Linked DNA regions of Zea mays: region 1 is linked to region 2. The links are chromatin contacts, called in public Hi-C maps. All regions are on one chromosome and are shown on one strand. The core of a region is the stretch at or near the end of the contact, and the rest is flanking DNA. Distances in the headings are between cores, read along the strand shown. Region 1 holds the start of LOC100282245 (pleckstrin homology domain-containing protein 1). Region 2 has its middle 71 kb from the start of LOC100193109.

Region 1 (4,733 bases), core at 1,236-3,735, 200 kb before region 2:
AGTTTAGGTCACTTTTATAAACGTAAACACTAGCAAACTCATTAGTTCACAGATTATATTAATCAGCAAATATTAAAATCATTTAGTCAAATGGACTGAGTTCTATTTTCTTGCAAAATACTATATCCATTCTCGAATATTTGTCTCTGACTAGTTTTTTTTTCATTTAGTCAAATGGACTGAGTTCTATTTTCTTGCAAAATACTATATCCGTTCTCGAATATTTGTCTCTGACTAGTTCTTTTTTGAACTAAAACAAAGTCTTGTAGTCCTACATGTGCACGCATAAAATAATATAATCATAAGGCTGGTTTGGTGGACTCGAAAATAAAGGTTATCCATGGAGTAAGAATCTCCTCGCTGACCTAAGTGTGCGAGGACAACATGCATTGCGGTAACACAGACACGACACATGGTAATAGTCCTGCAGCAAGTGAAGCTTGGCCTCAGATAATCGAGCCAACGAACGAGGGACATAATAGGAATCTGGATGCTTTTCTAGGAATCCGGATGCTGAGAAAATCTGACTGTGTAGAGAATTTAAGTATCATGAAGAATACATGCGGAAGAAGATAAAATAGTCTATAGGGTTTATATTGTAGAAAGTAACAGTTTCCTATTATTGGAATGACTCGGCCGATTTTGTTTTCAAGTTTATTTTGGACGGTTTTGACTAAAGTGGTTCTTATATAAGCGGATTAAAAAGCTGGGCGTTTGGCAGTCTGCAGCAGTTTCTGGTGGCCATAGCTGAAAACAATGGTGGGTCCAGGATTTGAAACATGAGTATTCAAAATTATTAAGGGAAAAATTTGGTATGTATAATACCATATAAAGTCTTACAATTTGATACTTATAATACCACAACATATTACATATTTATATATTAATAATTTTATAGCATACGCATTGAAATGGAGTATTAGATGAGCATAAGATTGATAAACTAGAGTTATCTTTTATATTAATTTTTTATTGAAATCTTGGTATTCATTTGAATACCCTTGTCATTATATTGAACCAGCCCCTGACTGAAAAAAGTTGAAATAAACATGGCCGATGCGGCTCCAACGTCGGGGCGAGGGTAGCGGTGGTGGTAGCAAAAGACACTTCTATCGATTCATTTGTCCTAGCAAGCCACTGCCTAAAAAGCATGAAATGGGAGTATGTGCAAACTATTACCATCACATGAACGAGGAGCAGAACTCGAAATTTTGGTCTCTAGGCAATTCACTACTTTGTATGAATAATGAAAAGATAAAATTTCAAGACCTCAAGCACAAAGATGCATCAGCTAGACCTTGATATACACGTGTCTTATTCTTTTGCCACACGATATCTGTCAGACTTAAGCTAAATTTATGATACCCTTGCAATAGCTCAATATTTTACTCGATCTTACAGTGGATTAAAACTTATTGCCAACTATTTTCTAGACAAAAACTATTGTGTAATCAATCTTGTTGTAAAATTATCGTACAAATAAACTACTCAAAGTCATAAAATCTTAATATAATTTTTTTACTATTTTTAATCCTCCAGGTTGGAGAGAATTTTCTATTTTTATATTAACATGAGATGAATTAGAATTTAAAATTTGATATATTAATAGAGTGAATAATAAAATATATCTATACATTTTTAGATTTTTTTAATAAGTCTTGTTAGTTTGATTGTACTGCACACAAATTTTTGCATATTATGTATGTGAAACCAACGAGAATTTTTTTGCATACTATGTATGTGAGATCAACTAGAAAATTGTTGTACATTTTTTCCTGGGCCTCTTTAGATCCTTTTGTTTTAAAGAAATTAAAATCTATTTTATAGATTCTGCTATTTTGTTTAAAAAATTGCATCTTACGATTTTTCAAAAATCAAATATAAATATTAATCTATCTTAAATTTGACAACAACTGTTGTGTAATCAAGATTTTTCTATAATCGTTGTGCAATCGAACTACTAAAAACATAAAAATCGATGTACTTCATTATTTATTGTATCAATATATAAAATTTTAAATTCTAATTCACTTATGTTAAAGATAAAATGGAGATAATTTTATCAATAGAACTTTTTTACATATCTTAATATATGGTGATTTAAAACTTAAAATTTGATATATTTATGTACTAAATAATAAAATATATTTACAGTTTTCTAAGATTTTTTAATAAATTTTAACCGTATAAAGGTATGTAAATCTTAATTGCATAATATTTTTGTTTTTAGAATTTTAGAACAATAAGATACAAATAATTACATAGATTCTTATATTTACCTACAATTTATCCTATAAAAAATAAATATATTATCTATTTACCTATCGTAATAAGTAATATCTTCGTTGTCGAATATTTATCGTTGTATCGTTTATTTTTAACTAAATTGAGACCAATAAAAAAAGAGTACAATTAAAGAAATATAAAATATATATTAATATCAGATAGATGCCGATTAATATAGATTATTTTCCGATTCCTCCCGATTTTTGGAAAGCGAAGGAAAACTTTCGATTGTATTTGTGGCCGTCAGGTCGGATGATTCCTGCTTCTCCGATCCTATCACATCGCGCACTACCTTCCAGCGAATCCATCACGGAAGAAATTGTTCCCCACCCACCCTAGACTCGCCGCCGTCGCAACTCCCACCCGATCCCCAAATTCTCCGGCGGTGATGGCCAGCCTGTGGCGCGCCGTGATGGATAGCGTCAGCGGCTCCTCCCCCTCGGCGCTGGACGCGGCCCCAGGTAGCGGCGTCGAGTTCTGGCACGGCGCAGAGCGCGCTGGGTGGCTAAATAAGCAGGGCGAGTACATCAAGACGTGGAGGCGGCGGTGGTTCGTGCTGAAGCAGGGGAGGCTTTTCTGGTTCAAGGACCCTGCGGTGACACGGGCCTCGGTGCCCCGCGGCGTCATCCCCGTCGCCACCTGCCTCACAGTCAAGGGCGCCGAGGACGTGCTCAACCGCCAGTTCGCCTTCGAGCTCTCCACGCCTGCCGAGACCATGTATTTCATTGCGGACTCCGAGAAGGACAAGGAGGAGTGGATTAACTCCATCGGTCGCTCCATCGTCCAGCACTCCCGCTCCGTCACCGACGCAGAGGTCGTTGACTACGACAGCCGCCCCCAGCCCCCGCCGCAGCTTATGACCAGCGAAGAGAGTGCACCAGCAGCTTAATGGCGTGGTGATTCCTGTGAACTCTCTCGATATGGATCTGACTTGTAGCATATGTATTTCCAATTCCATGTGATTGTGGCCTTGTGCCGACGTTCCTCACTCTTGATTATGTAGCAGTATATTAACTATCAACGACATGGTCTGGTATGGTAATAAGCGAGTTAATAAGCTGTGCTTTCGTTTATAGTTTGTTTTATATGTATATACTATACTACGATTTGATCTTGGTATACCCTAATTTACAAGGTGGTTGAAGTCTGGCTAGTTTTTATTTTTTTTAACAGTTTTGAAGTTTTGGCCCCAATTTCAGAAATTGTAAGAGATTTTAATCATTCAGTATCCCATTCCTCTCGCCTTTTGTTGTGTTTGACTTGTTCTATTCTAATGGAATTGTATTGAGTCGCATAGGATTGCTTAACTGACTCCGCATTTTTGCAGAAGATTCCCCAGTTTTGGCTAGTTTGGCAACAACATTTTCTCAAGGGATTACCATTTTCCCAAATGAAAACGAACTAATTTCTCTTGGGAAAATGAAAATCCATTGGAAAAATGAGGTTGTCAAACTAGCATTTAGATCCTAGCTCTGACTCTAGCGCTCTTATGAAGTTTCTGTCCTAGAAGTAGAAACACAAACACTGATGAAGTGCTGAATGTGCTATAATATGCTTATTAACCATGAAGTAAAACTGTTAAAGAACCATGTATCATGATGTCTTATGTTGTAATCTGAAGTGGAAGTTTTCTGTAGTGAATTGGTGTATGCAGTACTCCTCGAGTGCCAACATGCGCTGTGTTTATTTGTGCAGTTATGGAAATTTTATGTCATTAGGCTATCTCTAGCAGCTTACTCATCCCCGTCTCTTATTTTAAACTCCACTCTATAAACAGTGCTTTGCACAGCCATATGCACGATCTTCTGGCTATAGCCTTAGAAACTACAGTAAAAGGATGGATCCTTCCTCTATCCTTTGTGAATTATGTTTAAAAGTCAACTGGTGCTAATATTGCACAGTATCTTATATGTTATCCTTCTATTCATCAGTGGCCTGTGATCATGTTTATTTGTTTCCTGCCTTGTAGGTTGATGACGCTGCTTGGTAATAAGTCTGGTTTTCTTATGCATTTCTGTTAGCTCGTTCTTTCATATCTGTGTTGGCCTTGCAATAGCATAATTTACTAACTGTTTTGTTATATTTACACTCCAATGTTTGTGATTAAATTTCATCTAATCGTTTCGTATTATGACAAGGTAGGATATTTTGCCACTGACATTAGCTCCACTGTACTGTGCTTACAAAGTTTGTGCCGACATGGTCTATTAGGGTGTTTATGGTGTTAACATTTATGACAAATTGAGAATAGCTGCAATGGGAGTAGGAATACTGGTGTACTGGTGTGTGTGGAACAGTACAATATGTTTGTTAGTGGCCAAGTCAAATAACCATACATAATTGCCTATTTTGTGATCTGAATATGTATAGTACTTAAGGTGTCAGGTTATCTCCTTACAGCAAACTCTTGCTAGGTTAATCAGGTACCTGAATATGTAAACTGGAAT
Region 2 (4,774 bases), core at 124-2,623:
GAGTCACCTTCTTTAAAGACAGTTACAACGCTTGTCCGCAGCCCGACCAAGCGACTCACATGATGTTATGCTGCTCTAGGCACGATTACTCCAACTCCGACAATGGGAACAAACGATCCCGCCTCAACATGAAGGACAATTATAGCTCGGCATCATCCAATAGTGTTGAACCAACACACCCTATTATATGGTACTCGTGGATGACAATAATTGTATGGTCGATCGAGATAGAAGAGTACATATTTTTAGATAATAGGAGAAAGTCTGACTTTAGCTTTCTTAAGAAAAAACATGATACCATCGTTGCACTAATTTATTATAAATTTGAAACTAAAATTCTATACGTAACTGAAAGACTGTCTAGTACTAGATATGAAGATACATATAATAGGCAGTAAAAAGGACCACGAAGCCAAAACATGAAAACAAGCATTATATACTTATATAAACAAAATCAATAAGAACCCGTTTGTTTCCTTTCATTTTAAGGAATTGGAATTTAACTAATACAATAGATTATTTTTTTAGAATGTGACATTCCACAACTTTCCAAAGTATATATATAAGCTTATCTCAAATTCATGAGGTGAGAGATGAAAATTAATTCTATAGATTTAAATGCTACTTTTCTAATATACAATTTATAGCACACTCTTCTACTTATTTCTCTATAACATAAATATAGTGTATAACTATCTATCTGGTTTAGTATAATATATAAATACATTACATATATATATATATATATATATATATATATATATATATTAACTCAATTAGTTTGTGTAAATTATAATTATTAGAATAAAATTCAATTCCAACGAAACAAACGAGGTTTAAGGGTACATCCCATTATGTTGTGTTGTAATAGCATAGAGTAAATGTTCTACACTAACGTGTACTGCGCCACTGTCAGTGTACGCCATCAGGAATAGCAACAGCTAACAAGAGGCCAAAATATTAATCGCGAACAAACAAAGTCGTAATAAAAGTCAGATCCGAATTCCCGTCCACAGTACTAATCATGTGGGGTATCAAACACGCACTCCTCGTACGAGAAAAATGACAGAGAAACAACAGGTTGGCCCTTTGAAATCTTTAGGAACCCTGCCGATTTATTCGTGGCCCCGTACGTTGTGCATGTGATGATGGTTTGGAAAAAAAAATCGGTATTGTTGGTCCTGCTGTACCTGTACGTCCGTGCGTCCGGACGGACGAACGCTACGGCCGCGTGAGGTGCGCTTCTACTACAGCCGTCGGAGAGCTTTGCGCCAGCAAGATCTGCACCGGCGAACTGCGCGCCGCCACCTCACCGGTGAGCCCTGGGATGCCAAGAGACGGATCGGCACTACCTGCTCCCCATTTCTGAGTGTTTTCGTGGGCTGGATGCTTTGGGCCTGCACATCTCAGCCTGCTAGTAGGGTCAACTCCAGTACGGTGCAGAGTGCTTCTTTCAGAGTGCTTCTTCTCATGTATATCACTAATAACGAGTGGGCCTGCGTTTCTGTACCATCGTCATCTTCTGCAGCTTACGATCGTCGATCGTCATCTTCTGCACGGCCAGTTTGCATGCCGGTATTGGCTGTTGCTGTCAGGCACGCACAGCCACACACGCAGGAGTGGCGCTGGTGCTTTGCAAATACAAGATAAGCAAATAATCAAAACCACAAAAACGCATGTCATTCACCTCCCAACAACCTGGAAACTGCATAAGGGCTACTTACCCATGTAGTCTGATTCCTCGTTGAGCTGTTGCACATCAAGGCAAACTGCATTCAAGATTATTTCTCAGCTGAAAAAACCAAATGTAAATAAACTAAACTAATGAGTTGCTTATTTGTAGTACATGCGCATTTGGACGCATGGATAGATGTTTATCATATGAAAGAAAGAAAGAAAGAAAACCCCCCTCTGTAAGGCTGTAAGTAAAGTTCAAGAATTGTAGTCTTTTCCCATATACTGCATCCACACTGCTGCTTCGAAAGAGCGAACCCGCTTTAAAAGCTTAACAATTTAGAACCAAATCCATCTTGTTTCTATGGAATCAGCTGTTCATGGAGAAAGAGTGAAACAAAAAGGAGCTACATATCACTCTAGCAACAGCAACAAATTAAGGAAAAAATACTTACTGTAGCTTTGATTTGTCCACTAAAACAATAGCAATGCAGTGCCCAGATAGCAAAGCAATGTCATATGCGGTGATGGACCTGCACTGTGGGAAAGCCATAAATTGTGTGTGTGTGTGTGGGGGGGGGGGGGGGGGTGGAATAGTTTGAAAACCAATATATGATGTACATGTAGTGCAGAAGATGTTGCTATCTGTTTCGAGCATACTTGAACACTGATTTCAGCATCAAATGCCTTCCCAGATAGCTCATCCACTCGATTGATAGATATCATCTTGCAATTGCTCCTGCAAAATGACAATTTTTTTTAGAATATTACTAATGTCAACTTCATAAACAATAACTGACTGAAATCTTGTTTAACAGATATGCTAACTCAACCGTCCAAATCCTGCAAACAGAAGCGTTAAACAGCATTAGTTTCTCAGGCTTGTACTACTGGTTGAAATTTGAAGACATTATTGAAGTACAAGTTTCAGCTAGCCCACAACATGTCATGTGTGTCTGTCAACAACCGAAGTGAGTATTCTGTATTCGTTTATTGTTGAGTTGACATGCATAATGCTTAAATAGAACAATTAAGGTAGCCATATTCATGTAGCTTTTGTTCTTGTAAGTATACCTGTATTTGTTTTGAATGAAGAAGATATTGCATTTTTCTGATCTTATGACTATTCAGGACCAAATATTCTCTTATGATCATTGGACAACAGTCATTTAGCTCTGTACTACTACATTTTTTTTCCTTCTACCTTTTGAATGTGCCATGCTTAGGGCCACCAAATCAAGCTGACATCCATTTCTTTAGTTCTGCCGTACAGTTAATTGCACGTAAAACTGTAATGTTCCAGTCCTAGAGAGATAACCTCGTGGTGTGGCAGAGCCTCTCGAGGTCGAGGTCGAGGTCGGCAATGCTGTCGCAACGATCAATACCCAGCGTCTTAAGCACCATGAGCACGCAAGTGAGGCCGCAGTCCCAGGACATGCGGAACCAGCTAGCATCACGAGAAGTCCAGGACAAGAGCGAAATTTGTCAAACACTAGTAGCGATAATGAGGAAAACGCATGCTCCACAGTCAAACCTAGGTATGTAGACCTTATGACCATACTCCATTTTACGGCAGTTTTTTTTTATTTTTATATTTAAAAATATTCAAAACTTCAAAACTATATTATGGAACTGAAAATTTGTAAAAAAAAATGTCTGCCGTCCATCAATAAGCAACATAAACCTAATTTATTTATTTGTTTTAAAATCAACTTGCTTTGCATCGGGTCCTTGGAGGATATATCGCCTAATAAGAAGGGCAAAAGGCCTTGTCGATCGCCGCTGGAGGGAACTCATTCGTCTGGCGGCTGACATGTGGAGCCAGTTGTAGCTACGTCCACCGGACGTAACTGCAAAGGATCTCGCTGGCCGCTGGAGGGGCGATAGGTTCCAACTCCAACAAAAAGATGGTATTACATCGACCAATTGCACCGATTCTATATGTAGAATCTTTGTTTTGTCATTTGCCATGAAGAAAGATTAGTGCACTTCTGGCTAGAAAGTTCGTGCTTTCTTGGGTAGCTTGCTCATCTACGTGTCTTATTCTAATCTCCACAGTCCACACCATAAAGAGTGCAGTATATAGTGTGTTTTGTACGGTTATATATACAATCTGCTAGCCGGTACGGATCGTTTTAGGGTTTCACCTCTATAAATATCTTTGTAAGCCGCAGGAGATATCTATCTCTATTGTAAATCTCCTGCGATCTGTAACCACCAAAAAATAGTGAGAAGTTGCCGGCCGGCGCCCGTGGTTTTTTCCCCTTCACTTTGGAGGGGTTTTCCACGTTAAATCCGTGTCTACTCTGTGATTGATCCTATTTGTGTCGCATTTATTTATAACAAGTGGTATCGGAGCTTTGGTTGTTTGGTGATCGGTGTGCTAGGGTTTCCTGCCGGCGCACGGATGTCGACGACAATGAAGTACGATCTTCCGCTGCTGGATCTCGACACGCGTTTCTCGCTGTGGCAGGTGAAGATGCGGGCAATTCTCTCGCAATCTGATCGCGACCTGGATGATGCCCTAGATGGATTTGGCAACAAGGATGCCAGGACGTGGACAGATGAGGAGAGGAGCAAGGATCGTAAGGCGCTCGCACATATGCACCTTCATCTGTCTAACAATATTCTGCAGGAGGTTCTGGCAGAGAAGACTGTCGCTGCTCTCTGGTTGAAGCTGGAGTCGATCTGTATGTCAAAGGATCTGACCAGCAAGATGCATGTCAAAATGAAGTTGTTCTCCCACAAGTTGCAGGAAGGAGGATCCGTTCTGACGCACATATCGGTGTTTAAGGAGATCGTGGCCGATCTGACGTCTATGGAGGTAAAGTTTGATGATGAAGACCTAGCTCTTCTTCTCCTGTGTTCCCTCCCTGCATCGTTTAGCAATTTTCGAGATACCATCCTATACAGTCGTGATACTCTAACCGTGGCTGAAGTGTATGAAGCTTTGACTGCGAAAGAAAAAATGAGACAGATGGTTAACTCGGAAGATGCTGCTGGCTCGAGTGGAGAAGCTTTGTATGTCCGTGGCCGCACTGATCAGAAAAAGTCCAACTCAGGTGGCAAAGGAAAGGGGAAGAACCAGAGGGGTCGCTCC

The links. A called contact is a pair of places that touch in the nucleus more often than the background predicts.
Region 1: a contact with region 2 is called in a Hi-C map of bundle sheath, with 2.3 times the contacts expected there. The contact joins the promoter of LOC100282245 here to the enhancer-like site in region 2. A contact is called at or near these places in 4 of 25 Hi-C or Micro-C datasets (bundle sheath, ear, leaf and 1 more).

What each region holds. Positions count from the first base shown.
Region 1 is chr8:98,067,409-98,072,141 of Zm-B73-REFERENCE-NAM-5.0, reverse strand. LOC100282245 (pleckstrin homology domain-containing protein 1) reads left to right here and starts at 2,485. Exons shown (of 1, transcript NM_001155157.2): 1 at 2,485-3,389. The coding sequence starts at 2,675. The coding sequence ends at 3,175. LOC103635584 reads left to right here. Exons shown (of 5, transcript XM_035961736.1): 5 at 1-221.
Region 2 is chr8:97,865,815-97,870,588 of Zm-B73-REFERENCE-NAM-5.0, reverse strand. It overlaps the pseudogene LOC103637117. Among protein-coding and RNA genes, the nearest start is that of LOC100193109, 71 kb to the right of the region's middle. Within about 2 kb of position 1,373, at least 19 of the 20 cell types and tissues checked have an H3K27ac peak or open chromatin away from gene starts, as enhancers often do. A contact at or near this core is called in bundle sheath, ear, leaf and 1 more, where this site is marked.